Linked DNA regions of Sus scrofa: region 1 is linked to region 2. A link is a contact called in public HiChIP or PLAC-seq data. All regions are on one chromosome and are shown on one strand. Each heading gives the region's core, a stretch centred on a gene start, on an enhancer-like site or on the middle of the called end of the contact. The rest is flanking DNA. Distances are from core to core; before and after follow the strand shown. Region 1 has its middle 5.4 kb from the start of DEPDC7. Region 2 overlaps CSTF3 (cleavage stimulation factor, 3' pre-RNA, subunit 3, 77kDa).

The links. HiChIP or PLAC-seq counts read pairs in DNA pulled down with a chosen protein or histone mark.
Region 1: a contact with region 2 is called in an H3K27ac HiChIP or PLAC-seq map of skeletal muscle. The contact joins two enhancer-like sites. A contact is called at or near these places in 1 of 5 promoter capture datasets (liver) and 1 of 2 datasets of contacts at active chromatin or transcription factors (skeletal muscle).

What each region holds. Positions count from the first base shown.
Region 1 is chr2:27,930,925-27,937,507 of Sscrofa11.1, forward strand. No RefSeq gene overlaps it. Among named protein-coding and RNA genes, the nearest start is that of DEPDC7, 5.4 kb to the left of the region's middle. Within about 2 kb of position 4,792, at least 10 of the 83 cell types and tissues checked have an H3K27ac peak or open chromatin away from gene starts, as enhancers often do. A contact at or near this core is called in skeletal muscle, where this site is marked.
Region 2 is chr2:27,818,973-27,825,884 of Sscrofa11.1, forward strand. The region is part of intron 3 of CSTF3 (cleavage stimulation factor, 3' pre-RNA, subunit 3, 77kDa); the gene reads left to right. Among named protein-coding and RNA genes, the nearest start is that of CSTF3, 53 kb to the left of the region's middle. Within about 2 kb of position 5,344, at least 12 of the 83 cell types and tissues checked have an H3K27ac peak or open chromatin away from gene starts, as enhancers often do. A contact at or near this core is called in skeletal muscle, where this site is marked.

The DNA of each region.
Region 1 (6,583 bases), core at 3,542-6,041, 110 kb after region 2:
GCACTACTGTGGCATAGACCATGGCCTACGGCTCTGATTTGACCCCTAGCCTAGAAACTTCCATATGCCACAGGTGCAGCCCTAAAAAGACAAAAAACAAATAAATGAACAAATAATTTTAAAATAAAATAAGTATATATAATAGTTTGCATCTGCTAATCACAAGCTCCCAGTACAGCCCTCCCTCCCTCTCCCTCCCCCCCTTCCCTCCCCCCTTGGCAACCACAAGTCTGTTCTCCATGCCTGTAAGTCTGTTTCTGTTTCATAGATAAGTTCATTTGTGTCATATTTTAGATTACACATATGAGTGATATCATATGGTATTTGTCTTTCTCTTTTTGACATTCTTCACTTGGTGTGATAATCTCTAGGTCCATCCATGTTGCTGCAAATGGCATTATTTCATTCTATTTATGACTGAGTAGTATTTCATTGTATACATGTACCACATCTTTTTGATTTCTTTCAGTATCTGATGTGTTGGGCACATAGTAGATATCTTGTAAAATAATGATTACCCTATTAAAATACATAGCTTTAAAAATATCAGCTTAATGCTTTTTAAAATTTAATGTTTAGGAACCTCTAGTAAAAAAAAACATTAAAAAATCTCTCACATATCTAGATTTATCACAATCAGACAGTTTACGAAGTGAAAGGAAATTTCATCCATTCATTTTTAGATGGATCTTGGTGCACTGTTGCACAGCCTGCAGACTTTTTTTTCTTTCTTTCTTTCTCTCTCTTCTTTTTTTCTGTACTATAAAACTACTATAAACAACATGGACCTAGGTAATTTTCCCAGATTTTTTTTCTTTTTTTTACTTACACAGTATTTTTAAGAAATATTCATTGATTATTTCTCAAACAGATGTATCAGGTCAATATTATGTTTAGCATATGGGAAAACTTCAGGTGGTCTAGCTTGTCCAAGCCAGTTAAGATGTAGGAAATAGAACTGGTTTATAATTCACTAATCTATTCTGGTGCAATTCTGAATCCACACACACTAAATAGCCCCAAAATAAACAACTAGCTCACTATTTCCTCTAGCAAAGTTAACTAGAAATGTAAATCTAGAAATATATTTGGAGGTTTTGAAAAAAATGTGTTATTAATATAGCAATTTAGTGCCATCTTTTCACTATTAAGGCATGGAAAGTATAATTTTAAAGTTTCCATCTTGAATTTTGGCTAAGTCAAACTTCAGACTCATATCTTAATGAAGGCTCATCCTCCCCCAAATTGCTGGAGTGACTATTTGTGTTTAGGAAATGTTCTCTCTCATAATCACCCCCCATTTTCAGTGGCCAGGTATTTGGGGAAACAAGGAGGAAGATACCAAAAACAGAAAGGAATTAAAACTTGTTTTCTGGGATTTCCCATTGTGGCTCACCAGATTAAGAACCTGACTAGTATCCATGAGGATGCAGCTTTGATCCCTGGCCTCACCCGGTGAGTTGAGGATCTGGTGTTGCTGTGAGCTGCGGTGGAGGTGGCAGACACAGCTCAGATCCCTTGCTGCTGTGGCTGTGGCGTAGGCAGGCAGCTATGGTTCTGATTCAGCCCCTAGCTTAGGAATTTTCATATGCCGCAGGTGCAGCCCTAAAAAGCAAAACACAAAATAATACAAAAATTTGTTTTCTGGAAAGGCTCTAATACACAACTTATCAATTTGTTGTGAATTGAAGTTAATAAATTAACTTTCCCAGGGTTCTTACCATTTTAACCTTAATTTTTAATAGAGTACAGCAAACCGTCCTCTGTTAAAGACATTTTGAGCAGTAGTCCATGCACATATCTGGGGGCACAAAGGAGCCCTTGACATTATACAGCCTGAGACTGACCTGTAAAAATGATGCTTAGATATTATAAGAAAAAAAGCTTATAATTTCTCTCCCTATTTTATTTCTTTGTTTGTTTATGCTCTTACAAAGACTCGCAAGCTTAAAAATTGAATAAAGACCCTGACGAAAATATCCTTTTCTGTCTCGTAAGAAGATTTTTCTCAGAGTTATTTTGCATTATTTGGTATAGGTTAATGTCAGTTCAGATGAGCACATTTCAACAGGTTTGAATTCATCTGCTCATAATTTAAAAGGAAAAATTTAGATTTACATTTCCTTGTCCTTATAACAACTTTTTAGAGGAGACCAAAGACCTTGGGATATTACATATACTTTCAAAATCACATTCTAAAATAAATTTCCTAGGAGTTGTCTTGTGGTGCAGCAGGTTAAGGATCTGGCATTGCCACTGCAGTGGCTTAGGTAGCTGCTGTGGCAAAGTTTCAGTCCCTGGCCTAGGAACATCTGCATGTCATGGGTGTGGCCAAAAAAATAAAAATAAAATTGTGTTACTATATACAAATCTCCACTGTTTTTTAACATGTGCCACTAATAATATAAAACATCAGATAACACGCAGTGTCAGAGAACCACATTTGAGAAATATTCCTCTAGCACCTCATAAATTGTTCTTATACCTGGTAGGAATTTTTACACAGAATGTAAGCTCCAAGACTTCAGGGATTTTTTTTCTTTTCACTGCTGTCTCCTTAGTATTTAGTTCCGAATCTGTTCGTAACTGGTTCTGAGCAATTTTTGTGAATGTCTAAAGAAACAAAATATTTCTCAGTAAAAAAATACATTTCAAATACATATACAATATTCTGTATGCCTAGTATATATGATATAATGGTATATCTGAAGTTTTTTAGAAAAGAAGCATGCCATTTTTAATGAAAATTTCTATACAATATTACTTAGATGTACAATATTACAAAATCATAGATTACTGAGAAATAAATTAATATTTATAATGAATTGCCCTCCATGTAATTTCAAATACAGAGATTTTGAAGTTTTCTTATTAGTTGTAGGCTATGGGAGAATTAGAATAAATCATATTTACCATAAGTATTGTGTAGAAATATTCTCGTTATTCACAGTCCACCCCTCTTGCCCTTTATATAAACCATAAGTCAATAACAGCCCTTCTCATGGAGTAGTGAAGTACATCAAATGGTTGTTTTGCTCTTTCATTCTATACAAGTTTCAATTAAGTAAACACTAATATACTCATGCCCAATATTTAGAATATAATAATGTCTATAGGAAGGTCATGTGATTATTTGACCTGGTGAACTAATAGAGAGATAAACTATGACCATTCTTATCATAATTTATTGAGGGCCCCAGAATTTGACTTAGACTGATGATTTTCTCTTTTACAAATGAAGTTTCTTTATACCCCATAATAGTTACAATTTAATTTTTCTCCTTTTTTTTAAATATTTCTAAGCTCAGCTTTTAGTTTTTTTTATTACTCAAATGAATTTGTAACATCTGTAGTAGTATAATGATCATAACATTCCAATTTCACAGGATTTCCATCCCATAACCCAAGCACATTCCCCCACCCCCTAAACTGTCTCCTCTGGAGACCCTAAGTTTTTCAATGTCTGTGAGTCAGCATCTGTTCTGCAAAGAAGTTCAGTCTGTCCTTTTTTCAGATTCCACATGTCAGTGAAAGCATTTGATGTTGGTGTCTCATTGTATAGCTGACTTCACTTGGCATGATAATTTCTAGGTCCATCCATGTTGCTAAAAATAATTTTTCTTCTGAAGTAAAATGTGAAAGGTTGAAAACAAAATCACGAAATATTTAAAGATATCAAAATTTTCAGATTCATAAGCATTTAATTTTTTTAGTTGGGGAGAAAAAAAAAAGGGAATTCATGTTACTGTTCATATATTATCTAAGGGTCAACATCCAGTGGAAAATAGATTTAACAAATGCTGGAGAGGGTGTGGAGAAAAGGGAACACTCCTACAATGTTTGTGGGAATATACATTGATGCAACCACTATGTAAAACAATATGGAAGTTCCTCAGAAAGCTGAAAATAGAATTACCATATAATCCAGCAATCCCACTCCTGGGTACATATCCAGACAAAACTATAATTCAAAAAGATACATGCACCCCTATGTTTATAGCAGCACTATTTATAATAGCCAGACACATGGAAACAACCTAAACATCCACTGACAGATGAATGGATTAAGAAGATGTGGGGGTCCCTGAGGAAGATGGTGGAGTAGTAATATATAAGGCTCACCTACTCCCACAAATACAGTGAGAATGCATCTATGCGTGGAACTATTCTCACAAAATTTGCTAAAAATGACAAAAGACCTTAGGATTATGATAGAGCAAGGAAAACTTCTCAAAACCAGATAGGGCAAAAGAAAGAAGAAAAAGAGAGAAGCAAAATGGGACCTGTACCCCTGGAAGGGAGCTGGAAAGAGGAGAACTTCCTGCACCCTGGGAAATTCCCCACCAGTGAGGAGATCAGCCAAGATGGAGGAGAAACTCTAGACAATCAGTGTGAAGCAGTTAAAACAGAAACAATCCTCTGCAAGTGGTCAGTGGTATGGGCAACCATATGCAGGTGCCAGCAGGTGTCGGGAACTAAAACTCTGGCCTTAGAGATCAGACTCAAAGAGAGAGCTGGGGCTGGCTATGTGGGAAAAAACTGGGGTTGGCCATAAGAAAACCTCCTGGAGGGACTAGAATATAGGGAAAGCACATTTGAAGGCACAAGTAGAGGCAACCCAGTCAGGCTTAGAGGCTAGGTGCCATTGTTTGGGGGTGCTGGAGGGAAGGGGTGGGATTCACCACTACAGCCTTGTTCCCTGCATGTGTGCACTTTCTCAGGCTATAGGACACTGCTTCAGGTCTGGGAGCCAATTGGCAGCAGCAGCTGCCTAGCAACAGCTGGGAAGCAGCCCCACCCTTAGGGCTACAGAGAACTTGGAGCAGGCAGAGTAACTTCCTGGAAGAATAAAATAAGCTCCCTGATCCTGCCAGCGGCCCCATGTTTAGCAATGCTTGTCCTGCACTATAAGAGCCACCAGCACCCATTCCCTTCAGGAGCTGCAAACTGCCCAACCAGGAGAAGCACAAGCTCAGTGGCTCCATCCAGTGGCTCTGCAGGGGCTCATGCCAGTGGTCCCCTATCTGTGCCAAAAGAGCCAAGAGAGGGCCACCAGTGCATACTCCCTGCCAGAACTGTAGGCTGCCCAGCTGGAGAGAAGCACAAGCTACAGGGCTCCTGTCAGTGGCCTTGAGAGGACCCAGGCCAGTGGCACTTGATCTGCACCAAGGAAGTGGTGGGAAGCCCATTGGTCCATATTCAGATCCACAGCAGCTACAGAGAGCACTCCTCCCAGCAGCCAGGGAAGGAGAGAGGCTGCCAGAAGTGCACATCCTGAAGTTACAGAGAAGGACTTTTAGCAATAGTTAGAAAGCATCCCTGACCCTTGGGGCTGTATATAGAGATCCCTAGAGTGGCCAAACATGAGGAGTGACTGCTGAATGGCACCCGCCCCTACAGCTACAGAGGGCAGTCCCTAGAGCCTTCCCAGCAAAGGGAGGGGCTGCAGGAACAACTGCTGACACTGCAAGTTACAGGAAACAGTCTTGAAATCTAGCTGGTAGCAGGAAGGGTCCCCAGGGCCACTGCTGTCTCTGCATGCTACAAAAGCAATGCTGTGAAATGTGAATCACTGCCACCTTTCTCACAGACCCCATCCCTAGTAGCCACCCAGCTCCAGGAGACGTAGTATTATCCTGCTGCCCCCATGATGTGCTCTGGGTACAGGTGAACCACTACCACCCTTGAGAACCCCAGGACTGGGCACTTGATGCTTCATCTGCATACCTGCTGTCTAGGGGACAATAAACAGAAAGGCAGACATTATGAGATGATAAGAAGTAGATTTCAGTCAAAAGAACAAGACAAAAACCACTAAATGATGAGGAGATAGGCAATCTACCTGAACAAGAATTCAGAGTGATGATAGTAAGGATGATCCAAGATCTTGGAAAGGAATGGAGACACAGACTGAAAACTTAAAAGAAATGTTTAACAAAGGGCTGGAGGATTTAAAGAGCAAGATGAATAGCACAATATCTGAAATGAAAAATACACTAGGAAGAATCAATAGCAGGATAATGAAGGCAAAGAATGAATAAGTGAGGTAGAAGACAGAGAGGTGGGAGTAACTGCCACAGAAAAGAATAAAGACTGAAAAGAACTGAGGAGAGTCTAAGGGACCTCTGGAATAACATTAAACATACCAATATTCACACAATAGGGGTTCCAGAAGGAGAATAGAGCGAAGAAGGGCCAGAGAAGATATATGAAGTGATTGTATATGAAAATTTCCCTAACATGGGAGAGGAAACACTCACTCAAGTTGAAGCACAGAGAATTCCATTACAGGATAAATCCAAGGAGAAACGCAGTGAAACACATACTAATCAAATGGACAAAAGTTAAATACAAAGTAAAAAAATGTTAAAAGCCACAAGAGAAAAGCAACAAACCCTCATAAGGATAAAAGCTGATTTTAAACAGAAACTCTACAAGTAGGAGAGAGTGGTAAAACATATTTGAGGTGATAAAGAGGAGAAATCTAGAACCAAGAATACTCTACCCAGCAAAGCTCTCATCGAGATTTGATAGACCAAAAGCTTTTTAGACAAGCAAAAGCTAAGAGAATTCAGCACCTCCA
Region 2 (6,912 bases), core at 4,094-6,593:
TGTTTCCCAAATTTGTTAAAACCTCTTACATTCTTCTAAGACATAATTCTCAGAGTATAAGGGATTGAATAGCAGCAGAAAAGCGTAGTGAAAGAGTAAATTAATGGAAGATGGTGTATTTTTTAGGATTCCATTGGCCTTCAGATTTCAGGCTTGGGTATTGATAATTAAGACAAGCAGAATCAGGCAACTTCTGCAGCTCAGACTTAATTTAAATTGATTTTCCTAAATTCCACCAACGTGCACATGCTACACTTGAGTAGAAAGGATGTAGAGAACAAATTAGAAGTGTGGGTTTACAATTAGTTCAGTCTTTCATCGCATTTATCCTAAGCAACTGCCACTTAAACTCACTTGAGATGGTGCCTTGCCCTGCCTCTGCTATGTGGATCAGCAATATTGTAAAACACAAGTGTTTGGGTTTTTTGTTTGTTTTTTGGCCGCTCCTGAGGCATACAGAAGTTCTTAGGCCAGGGACTGAACTCAGGCCAAACAGTGACAACACCAGATCCTTAACCCACTGAGCCACTAGGGGACTCCTGAAAACACAAGTATTGACTTGCCCCAAATGGTTATTATATGGAAACTTTAGGGATTTACTCTTTTCTTTAGATTGTTCTGCATGGTTACTTTCCTCTGTAGAGACATCTTGCCAGTTGTGTTCATGTTTTTGAACCATTCAGAATTAATTTTACAGTTACTTATTAATAATTCTTAAAATTGATTTTAAAATTAACATTAAAAAATTCTGATGTTATGGGATTTGGTGGGAGTTTTTTTCCTCCAAGCTATATTATGAGGGGGGAAAAAAGAATTTGAGGAAATCAGCTAAAATGCTGTTGATATGTAGAGGTTTATTTCTCTGATAAGAAAAATGTTAGTTTTATAGGAACTTAGACCAACATTTTATAAAATATTTAATGAAATATGAAAAACGTTTTTAACATCAGTTATGAAAAACTGGTTTTGTATAGTTAAATAAATATTATGGCTTCTTTAGATCTTCATATAAAAATATTCCAGATAAAAGTCATAGCTAATCAATTCAACTGATTTGTCAAAAAAGTAATCTTGCAATTTTATGACATTGTTGTAATAAATAGTATATATATCAAAGGAAAACTATTAAAATTATCCTTAATTTCTTCCTGTGATGATTTTTTAAATTACAAAAATAATATAACCACATTATTAGCTTTAAAAAAATCATTTCATCACACTAACATGTAAATTGTTCATTTTTTGGTATGTTTCCAACCATTTAACATTTTTTTTGCATTAGAACAGAATTCTTGTTAAAAAATGGAAATCTACACTTCAGACACTTCAGATGATTGATTGTAAGTTAGAGAACTGAAGACTGAAGTTAAAATCCCCTGTTATTGGAGTTCCCGTCGTAGCCTAGTGGTTAACGAATCTGACTAGGAACCATGAGGTTGCAGGTTCGATCTCTGGCCTTGCTCAGTGGGTTAAGGATCCAGCGTTGCCATGAGCTGTGGTGTAGGTTACAGATGTGGCTCAGATCCCTTGTTGCTCTGGCTCTGGTATAGGCTAGTGGCTACAGCTCCAATTAGACCCCTGGCCTAGGAACCTCCATGTGCCACGGGAACAGCCCTAGAAATGGCAAAAAGACAAATAAATAAATAAAATCCCCTGTTATTTCAACTTATGTAACTTTACTTTCAATGTGATAAGATGTGGGCAGGTTCTAGTAGGCTTGCAAAATTGTGTGTATGTATATAATGCACTTTAATAGAGGCATTTATTGTTATTGAAGTACAGTTGCTGTAAGTTACAGATCTACAATATAGTGATTCACAATCTTTGGGGTTATTCTCCATTTTTAATTATTATAAAATATTGGCTATATTCCCCATGTTGTACAGTATATCCTTGTAGCTTATTTTATACCTAATAGTTTGTACCTGTTAATCCCCTATGACTATATTGCCCCTTCCAACTAGTAACCACTAGTTTGTTCTCTATATCTGTAAGTCTGCTTTTTTTGGTTATATTCACTAGTTTGTTGTATTTTTTTAGGTTTCATATATAAATGACAGCATATGGTATTAGTCTTCATCTGTCTGCCTTATTTCATTTAGCATAATGTCCTCCAAGACTGTGTTGCTGCAAATGGCAAAATTTTGTTATTTTTCATGACTGAGTAGTATTCTATTGTGTATATTTACCATATCTTTACCCAGTCATCTGTTGATGGACACTTAGGTTGCTTCCGTATCTTGGCAGTTGCAGATAATGCCACTATGAGCATTGGTGTATATATCTTTTCAAATTAGTCTTTTCTTTTCTTTTGTTATAGATCCAGGAGTGGAATTGGTATATCATGTGGTAGTTCTATTTTTAGTTATTTGAGAGACCTCCATACTGTTTTTCACAGTGGTTGTACCAATTTACATTCCTACTAATAGTATACGAGGGTTTCCTTTCCTCCACATCCTCACCAACACTTGCCATTTGTATTCTTTTTATAATAGCTATTCTAATACGTGTAAGGTGAAATCTCATTGTGGTTTGGATTTGTCTTTCCCTTATCAGTGATGTCGAGCAACTTTTCATGTGCCTATTGGTCATCATCTGCATCTCCTCTTTGGAAAAGATTCTATTCAGTTCTTCTGCCCTAAATGGAGGCATTTTTCTATTGGTTAATGACAGAAAGATCTGAGAATTTTTCTTTATTTTGAAAACTTAAGGGGAGTTCCTGTCGTGGCTCAGGGGTTAACGAATCTGACTAGGAACCATGAGGTTGCAGGTTCGATCCCTGGCCTTGCTCCGTGGGTTAAGGATCTGGCGTTGCCATGAGCTGTGGTGTAGGTCGCAGACACGGCTCGGATCTCAAGTTGCTGTGGCTCTCGTGTAGGCCAGTGGCTACAGCTCCAATTCAACCCCTAGCGTGGGAACCTCCATATGCCCAAGAAATGGCAGAAAGACAAAAAATAAATAAAATAAAAACTTAAGGAGTTCCCTCATGGTTAGGGATCCAGCATTGTCACTGCAGTGGCTCTGGTTGCTGCTATGACAACAGTTCAGTCCCTGGCCCAGGAACTTCCACATGCTGTCAGTGTGGCCAAAAAAAATTTTTTGTTTGTTTACATTTTTTACACTTGCATATATAGACAGTTTTTACTAAAATGCATAAATTCAGTTGTGTATCTGAAGTAGTCTCTTTTTTTTGTCTATTCCTTGCTCCACCAATAGATCTCTGCAACACCATAATTAAATTTGTTTTACAAAAATGAATTATATTAAACACATTTTAATCTTTTTTCATTCAATAAAATCTTAGGGAAAATTCCTCTAATTACTAGTTATAGCCCTGATTTGTTTTATATGGGCACTTAAAATTCCATGATGTGAAGGCATCATAATTTATTAGACTATTTCCAAATTGGTGGATGTTTACTTTGTTAACTGATATTTTTTGTCTGTGCCCATGGCATTTGGAACTTCCCAGGCCAAAAATTGAACCTGCATCACAGCAGTAACCTGAGCCATAGAAGTGACAATGCCATATCCTTCACCTGCTGAGCCCCCAGGGAACTCCTGTTAACTGACTTTTTTTTTTTTTTAATTTTTTATGGCTGTCCCTGTGACCTGTGGCACATACAAGTTACCAGGCCGGGGGTTGAATGGGAGCTGCAGCTGCGGTCTACGCCACAGCCACAGCCACAGCCACACTGAGAAGCATCTGTGACCTATGCCACAGCTTGTGGCAATGCTGGGTCCTTAACCCCCTGAGCAAGGCCAGGGATCTAACCTGTATCCTTACAGAGACAAGGTAGGGGGTCCTTAACCTGCTGAGCCACAGTGGAAACTCCTCCTATTAACTGATTTTGATGCTGCAAAGTTTGTGTAGTAAATAACTTTGTAAATCAACTTTATATCCAGGTACTTTTATTTCAGTGGGGGTAGGTCCCAGGAGTGGAATTGCTGTGTTAAAAGATGTGTAATCTTCTGAGTTGCCTGTTGTGGCTTTGCGGGTTAAGAACCTGAGGAGTATCCATGAGGATGTCGGTTTGAATCCTGGCCTCTCTGAGTAGGTGAAGTATCTGGCGTTGCCTTCAGCTGTGATGTAGGTCACAGACGTGGCTCTAGTCCCAGCGTTGCTGTGGCTGTGGTATAGGCTGCAGCTCCAGTTTGATCCCTAGCCCCCAGTAACTTGATATGCTGCAGATGTGGCTCTAAAAAGAAAAAAAGAAAAGATGTGTAGGAGTTCCCATCGTGGCTCAGTAGTTAACGAATCCAACTAGGAACCGTGAGGTTGCAGGTTCGATCCCTGGCCTTGCTCAGTGGGTTAAGGATCTGGCATTGCCTTGAGCTGTGGTGTAGGTTGCAGATGTGACTTGGATCCCACAGTGGCTCTGGCATAGGCTGGCGGCTACAGCTCCATTAGACTCCTAGCCTGGGAACCTCCATATGCTGTGGGTGTGGCCCTAGAAAAGACAGGAAAAAAAGAAAAAGATGTGTAATCTTTGAGTAGCTTTTGCCAGTGGCTTTCTTTAAAGGCCATAACAATTCATATTTCTTCTAGCAATGGATGAAGTCTTTTTCTCATCACTTTAGTAGTGTTAATACCCTCTGAAGCTTCTACCATACTGATTTGTATAAAAAGATAGCTATTATTTTAATTTGTATTTCCCATTTTGGAAATTTATACTGTGTGTGTGTCTTTTTGCCTTTTCTAGGGCCGCTTCCTGCGTCATATAGAGGTTCCCAGGCTAGGGGTGGAATTGGAGCTGTAGACACCGGCCTACACCACAGCCACAGCAATGCGGGATCCAAGCCGCATCTGCTACCTACACCACAGCTCACGGCAACGCCGGATCCTTAACCTACTGAGCAAGGCCGGGGATCAAACCCTCAACCTCATGGTTCCTAGTCGGATTCGTTAACCACTGCACCATGATGGGAACTCCCAATGAGATATTTTGAGAGAGAGAAAAGGAGCATACATATTCACATAACTTTTCCTTTTTTTTTTTTTAAAGGGTGCCATATTATTTTTAACCCTTTACATTTTCTCTCCTGGGAATTGCCTATTCATACTCTTTGTCAGTTTTCCCAATGTGTAAACTTGGTTTTTCTGGTCAATTGTGAGAACTGTGTATAATCTGTAATCTATATTTGGTAAGCTGGTGACTTGAATTCATCTAACTTCACTCCCACTTTCAACTCAGCCTATTTACCTATACTGAGCCAAGCAGCTGGATATAAGGAAACCTTAGATTCTATGACTGTCTGATAGAGGAGTCCTGATGGAGAGTCCAGGACAAGGAATAAGAAACTCAGAAATATTTGGCATCCTTCCACTGCCTTTCTGCCCAGAGGAATGTTGACATCATCAGATTGGCCTCCAGGAAACCAAAAAGGACTTGAATTGGCAGGCCTAGTCCTCCCTGCTCTTGAGCAAAGATTTCTCTTTGGTTTTTTGTCAGAAGACTACCAAGAGCCAGCTTGCTGTCTACACCTGCTACTCAGCTGTCATGCTAGAGAAGGTCGACTGCTACACGGGGACTACCAACTCGGAGCTCAGGGAATAGATAGAAAAAAAAAAATAATAATTGCATATCTAAGGATCCAGCAACAAGAAAGGATTATAGACTGTTGGGATAGGCCCCCAACAAAATAGAGCTGCTGAAGGAGAGAAAACCACTTAAACAAAATAATGGGAACACAGTGAGATTGAAAGTGCAGTATTAAACGCACTTTTTAAAAGCCATTTTTGAACCAACTACAGCAATAGGTCAAATGGAGGAAAATGGTAACATGGAGACTCTAGTGGAAGAAATATTTTTAAACCTAGAACAAAAAGGCAAAGAAAGTGTAAAAACAACAGATTTTGAGGATGGAACAAGGAGACCTAATGCGTATAATTGAAGTTCTAAAAGTAAAAAGAAACATTGAAGAGAGGCCATGGTTTTTAAAAGATGAAAAATCTTGAGCTGAAAAAGGTATGAGTCTGTAGCTTCAAAGAACATGCTGAATTCTAGGCAGAACTTGTATTAATGATAACAAAAGTCAATTACTAAGTACTCAGCTGGACAGTGTTCTAAGGGCTTAAATTTATTAACTCATTGAGTCCTTACAATAGCCCTACAAAATGGGTACTGTTATCCCCACTAATTCAGATGAAGAGAAAAGTTAGGTAGAGAGTCAGAAAGTGGATCCAAGAGATCTGACTGCAGAACTTTAACTAAACTGTCTCAAAGAGCAAAGACCTATATTTAAGCAAACCCTGTTAAAATTTATGAACTCTGAAGATCAAGGGTGAAATCTTACAAGTTCCGGAGAGAAAGAGCAAGTAATCAGCGAAAGAAAAATAGCCTGTCACCAGAGTTCTGATTTGCAATACCTTACCCAGAAAGCAGTGGGAAAATATATGTACAACTGATAGAAAAGGACCACAAGCCAAGAGTTCTCTAACCAGTTGAATTAAGTACCTATGAGACTGATAGATTTGCTGATACATCACAGTTGAATGATCTAACTCTTCCTACCATCTGATAAAAATACTGAAAGAATGGGAAATCTAATATTTGCCTTTGTCTTCTCACATACCAATTCTCCTACCTGGAATAACTCCTCTTTTTCTTTACCAGTCTAACACCTCATTCTTTTTTTTTTTTTAATTAAACTGTAGTTGATTTATAATATTGTGTTAGTTTCAAGTGTATACCAAAGTGATTCAGTTACATGTATATATATTTTTTTGGATTATTTTCCATTATAGGTTAATACAAGATACTGAATATAATTCCCTGTGCTATACAGTAAATTCTTATTGTTTATCTATTTTATGTATGGTAGTTCATATCTGTTAATCTCATACTCCTGATTTATCCCTCCCTCCAACCCTTTTCCCTTTGGTAACCAGCCATAAGTTTGTTTTCTATG